2 separate regions of the Pan troglodytes genome follow, and region 2 is linked to region 1. The links are chromatin contacts, called in public Hi-C maps. All regions are on one chromosome and are shown on one strand. Each heading gives the region's core, a stretch centred on a gene start, on an enhancer-like site or on the middle of the called end of the contact. The rest is flanking DNA. Distances are from core to core; before and after follow the strand shown.

Region 1 (2,794 bases), core at 181-2,680:
ATATCTGTCATCTATATGTAGCTATCATTTATGTATCAGTCATCTGTCATCTATTATCATTACACCATCCATGTGTCTATCATCTATAATCTATATCATCCATGTATATCATCTATTATCTACTTACATAGATATGTATCAATTTATCATCTACCTTCATAGTACATATCTGTGATCTTCCTATCTTCACCATCTATTATCTCTCAATAATCTATTTGTGTACTCTATCTGTTATCTGTCATCTATCTTTAGCTATCTATGTATCTATCAACTATACCTATTTATGTATCTACCTATGATTGTTCCAAAGAGCCCTATCTACATTTCTTATTTTAAAAAACACTTTCAAAGTGTTCCTTTGTGCAGACACAGTGTTTAATTCCTGACTGACGTGCAGTCTGCCTGTTTCTAGTCTTCTGCTACTGTAGCAATGCAGCAGTAGCACCAAATCCGACCCACACCCTGTGCTGCTTGTCCTGACAGGAACTGTAAGATGAAGAGGAATGTGCGTTTGGATCCCAACAGATCCGGCTGTATCACCCTCCCCAGAGGTCAGACGCTTATCATGTCCCCTAGAATGTATGAAGTGACTGTCTCCTATCTACTCTCCGCAGTGAGGGCTTGGATATGGCTGATAGCTGGGACCCTGGGGAGCAAGGTGACGGTTCAATGTGCACCACTGTGTGTCAGGTGCTTCACTAATACCTTGTTTAGACCGGGCGCGGTGGCTCACGCCTGTAATCCCAGCACTTTGGGAGGCCAAGGCGGGCCGATCACCTGAGGTCAGGAGTTTGAGACCAGCCTGGCCAACATGACGAAACCCCGTCTCTACTACAAATATGAAAATTAGCTGGGCGTGGGGGTGGGTGTCTGTAATCCCAGCTACTTGGGAGGCTGAGGCAGGAAATTGCTTGAATCCGGGAGGCAGAGGTTGCAGTGATTCGAGATAGTGCCACCGCGCTCCGGCCTGGGCAAAAGAGTGAGACTCCATCTCAAAAAACAAAACAAAACAAAACAAAACAACCTCTTTTAACCCTCCACTCTACAGACGGGAAAGCAGGCTCAGAGGGAAGGGACTTCTCCAGGACTTAAAACAAGACACAGCAAAGTTGGTTTCAGCTGCCTGGCTTTGCCCACACTGTTTAGACATGGCTGGATGTCGCTGGTCACAGAGAAGCAAGCCAGCTCAGAGAAGTGAAGCCACTCACTTTAGATCACACGCTCAGTAAATGGAGAACCCGATTCAAACTCAGGACAGTCGGGCCCCACGCCGGAGCTGCTTTGACACCGTGGCCGCCTGGCGGAGTCGCCCTCGACTCGGTGTCCGCTCCAGGCACTGGGGATGCAGCGGGGCAGACACACTAGTCCCTGCCCTCAGGGATACAGACTGCGGCCTTCAGAGCAGGAAATGAGCTGGGTGGAGGGTCCCCTTCCTCTTGCCCACGTCTGTCTGGATCTCACTCCCCTGGGACCCGCCTCCCACACAGCTGCCTGTCACACCTGCCCATGCCCAGGACTTCCTCCATGTCTCACCCCCAGGGGTCTCTTTTTGTCTCTTCAGTCATCATCTCTGTGTGTCCCCCCCCCCCAACCACTCCCACTCCCCGTGAGGGCAGAGATTTTGCCTGTCGAGGTCACCGCCGTGTCCCCTTGCTTAGCAGAGCCACTGGCAGGAAGTGCGTGCCCGATAAACACGGGCGAGTAAGTGGACGGAGAAGCTGAGCCGCGAGGAAAGAGGGGAACTTCCAAGGGCAGTTCAGGAAGCGCGGTCCAGGCGGGGCCACAGCAGGGGAGAGGCCCTGTGGGGCGCAAGGAGCGCTTGTTCACACGCACCAATAGCCACAAATGCAAAGCGCCCCAGCTGGAAGAAAGTTGAGGGGGGAGGAGGCGGTTAGGGTAGGAAAGCGGGATGTGGCGCCCCCTAGTGACCATGTCCCACCTGTGGTCATGATCAGCACTGTTAGACCCAAGGCCCTCGCTTAGCCTCTCCCTAGTGACCATTCCACACCGCCGTGGTCATGATCAGCACTGTTAGACGCAAGCCCCTCGACACCAGCCGCTCCCAGTGACCATGTGACGTCTGTGGTCATGATCAGCACTGTTAGACCCAAGGCCCTGGAGCTCAGCCGCTCCCAGTGACCATTCCACACCGCTGTGGTCATGATCAGCACTGTTAGACCGAAGCCCCTCGAGCTCAGCCACTCCCAGTGACCAGGCCACACCGCCGTGGTCATGATCAGCACTGTTAGACCCAAGCCCCTGGAGCTCAGCCGCTCCCAGTGACCATGTGACGTCTGTGGTCATGATCAGCACTGTTAGACCCAAGGCCCTCGCTTAGCCACTCCCAGTGACCATTCCACACCGCCGTGGTCATGATCAGCACTGTTAGACACAAGCCCCTCGAGCCCAGCCGCTCCCAGTGACCATTCCACACCGCCGTGGTCACGATCAGCACTGTTAGACACAAGCCCCTCACTCAACCACTCCCTAGTGACCATTCCACACCCTGTGGTCATGATCAGCACTGTTAGACCCAAGCCCCTCGAGCTCAGCTGCTCCCTAGTGACCATTCCACACCGCCGTAGTCATGATCAGCACTGTTAGACCCAAGCCCCTCGAGACCAGCTGCTCCCAGTGACCATTCCACACCGCCGTGGTCATGATCAGCACTGTTAGACCCAAGCCCCTGAGCTCAGCCTCTCCCAGTGACCATTCCACACCGCCGTGGTCATGATCAGCACTGTTAGACCCAAGCCCCTGGAGCCCAGCCGCTCCCTAGTGACCATTCCACACC
Region 2 (2,794 bases), core at 195-2,694, 180 kb before region 1:
ACATTGTGACACATGCTACAAAGACCTCATTTGACACTAGAAAAAATAATATAATAATGTTAGCAGTTTATCCTAGAATTTGCTACAACTAATAGGTAAGATGATGAAAACATTGGTCTCCTCCTGAAATTGTATAATAAATAAAATAGTCTATACACTAATTAGAATGTAATTATATATAGCGACCACAGTTTATCTTTATGTAATACTTTGGGACTAACAACAATGATTTGTATAATAATAAAATATTTCATTATAAAATTTAAATATACATTCTAGTAGAGTACAAGAAAAAAATGTCAGATCGAGTGAACCATCATATGAACCACCAAATTTAGCCTCACACTAACAGGAGAGGAAGATTTATTTTAAAAAAAAAAAAAAAAAAAAAAGATGCTCATTCACTGGTATATCAGTTAGATAACCTTTTCTGTTGTTTGACGCTTTGGTTATGTTTAATGTCAAACAGAAGCAGAACCATCTAGCTGTTATCTGTTAGAACAAGATCTTTTCTGCCATCTGCTGGACATCTCTCATAACTATACAAATTAGCTATAAAATCATTCTAACTTTAAATTTTTAACATAAGCTGGGTGCGTATGATGCTAGTGGCACCGGCTTAGACACAGCCACCTTACCCCGTGCAAAACCTGAATTCACGAAGAGACACTGCATCCCTACTTTCTCCAGTTCTCATCCACTCAGATCTTCAACTTCTTATTGTAAGAAAAAAAAATGTATTTAGTGTCTATAACACCAGATAACGTCTCCCCACGCGTCCTCATTCTGTTGACATCCCAACATTAAAAACTGTTCACCTCAGTCCTTCTTAATATCACAACCCTCACCTCCCGCCAGTGTGTGTCTTGCCAGCACACCGATGGGAGCCGCTTGTTCACGTTCCTTCACTGGGGTGCACAGACTGCCACCCAGGTGTTCAGCTTTCTGGCATTTTCCTGTTATTTGCATGCTTTATTTGGTGCACGGGATTCTTTTACAAGTTCTATGATCCTGTGGACAAGCCACTACTTCCATTTCAGGTGTTCCAACCTTTCTAGGTGAGCTATATTCTTGGGGTCCACAAATTTCTCTCTCCATCTTTTTTTCTCTCCCCCTCCACCCCCCCTCCCCGCCCACCTTCTGTTGCTCTCCTGACCATCCAGAGGACTTTTTTTTTTTTTTTTGAGACAGCCTCTTGCTCTGTCACCCAAGCTGGAGTGCAGTGGCACAATCACAGCTCACTGCAGCCTCAAAATTCCCAGGCTCAGGTGATCCTCCCACCTCAGCCTCCAGAGTAACTGAACCTATAGGCTCACACCTCTGCAAGGGAAAGGAACAGGGCTTCTGTGTCAGTTACCAGTCAATTGCCTCCCAGCTTCTAAGTCCACAGGTTCAGTGCCGGCCCTGCAATCACGGAGCTGTCCTGGCAACTTTGCAGGGAGCGCAGTGCTAGGCTCTGCCACTAGAGGGGGTGGGAGGGATATCCCAGGAGGAAGGGGCGCCACTGCGTCGCCATCTTGTCTTTCTTCTTGCTCCTGTTTTGGCCTTGTCAGCCCCACGTGAATGGGGCCCCCTGGCGTGTTCACGACCCCAGCTCCTGCCTGTGGCTGCCTTACCACAGGCCTTTCCATACTCCAGCCACCAGCCTTGGCCCCTGGACCCCAGAAGGCTGCCTCCTATTTCCCCGGTGACCATGGTCCCACCCTTGCCCAACCAGAGGCCTCACCCAGACATTGAGGTTCATACCTCCACTTTTGACTTGCTCTTTCCTTGGGATTATTAAAAGTTTAACCATGTTTGATGTTTGTTTCTTATCACCCCACAGCTGGACAAGCTGATTAGAAAACCTGGGTACTCCCTCTTCTAGTGCCAGTGGGGAGTTCAAACCCTGTGTAGTACCCCTGGCTGTGGCCCATCCCCTAAGCACCATAAAACCCCAACCCCAAACCAGCCTCCTTTCTCTGCCCTCTCAAGCCACATTCAGACCAGCTTGGGAAAGCCCACTCTGCTCTCTTCAGAAATCCTGTTATGTAATAAGCTTCATACCCTCTTGGAGTGTGGGTATGTGTGTGTCCTCAGTCTTAACATTCAAACCCAATTTTGGGTGGTGTAATCCTTTTTCTCCTGGGCGGCCCCAACGTTTGCGTTGTTACAGCCTCTCACCTGCTCAAGTCAGGTTTGGGTAGGTGCACCTGAATCCATCAGTTCTCCTTTTTCTCTCCCAGAAAACCATAAGAGAATCTTGATTGCTCCCATATCCTCTCTTCCAATCCATTATCACTTGACAGGCATGTTGAGCTTTAAATTAGGTAAACCCAATTGTGCTGCTCCATTCTTTAAAATTTGTCAATGGATTCCCATTCCTCTGAGAAACCTTCCTCCCTAGGTGTGCTTCAGAATTCTTTTTTCTTTATAGTTAGGCCCATGTTGTGGTCAATAAATCTTTATTTTGGAGGTCAGAAAGCTTTTTTCCACAAAGGAGCAGAGAATATATATTTTAGGTTTTGCAGGCTATTTGGTCTATGTTGGATATTCTTCTCTGGTTTGCTCATATTACCACACTTTAAAAATATAAAAAACAATTCTTCCCCAGGTGTGCTGGTTCACATCTGTAATTCCAGCGCTTTGGAAGGCCAAGGCAGGAAGATCAGTTGAGCTCAGGACTTTGAGACTGGCCTGGGCAACATAGTGAGACACTGTCTCTATAAAAACATTTAAAAATTAGCCAGGCTGAGTGGGCAGGATAACTTGGACTGGCTTATTTCACTTAACACAATCACCTGCTGGAAGCTGG

What was found. Hi-C and Micro-C count contacts between places; a contact is called where the count stands out from the background.
Region 2: a Hi-C map of stem cell-derived neural progenitor cells shows a contact between it and region 1, with 4 times the contacts expected there. The contact joins two enhancer-like sites. A contact is called at or near these places in 1 of 7 Hi-C or Micro-C datasets (stem cell-derived neural progenitor cells) and 1 of 1 other capture datasets (stem cell-derived neural stem cells).

Annotation. Positions count from the first base shown.
Region 1 is chr20:59,024,212-59,027,005 of NHGRI_mPanTro3-v2.0_pri, reverse strand. No RefSeq gene overlaps it. Among named protein-coding and RNA genes, the nearest start is that of ZNF787, 42 kb to the left of the region's middle. Within about 2 kb of position 1,430, at least 11 of the 24 cell types and tissues checked have an H3K27ac peak or open chromatin away from gene starts, as enhancers often do. A contact at or near this core is called in stem cell-derived neural progenitor cells and stem cell-derived neural stem cells, where this site is marked.
Region 2 is chr20:59,199,616-59,202,409 of NHGRI_mPanTro3-v2.0_pri, reverse strand. It overlaps a transcript of ZSCAN5A not described here. Among named protein-coding and RNA genes, the nearest start is that of EDDM13, 20 kb to the left of the region's middle. Within about 2 kb of position 1,444, at least 3 of the 24 cell types and tissues checked have an H3K27ac peak or open chromatin away from gene starts, as enhancers often do. A contact at or near this core is called in stem cell-derived neural progenitor cells and stem cell-derived neural stem cells, where this site is marked.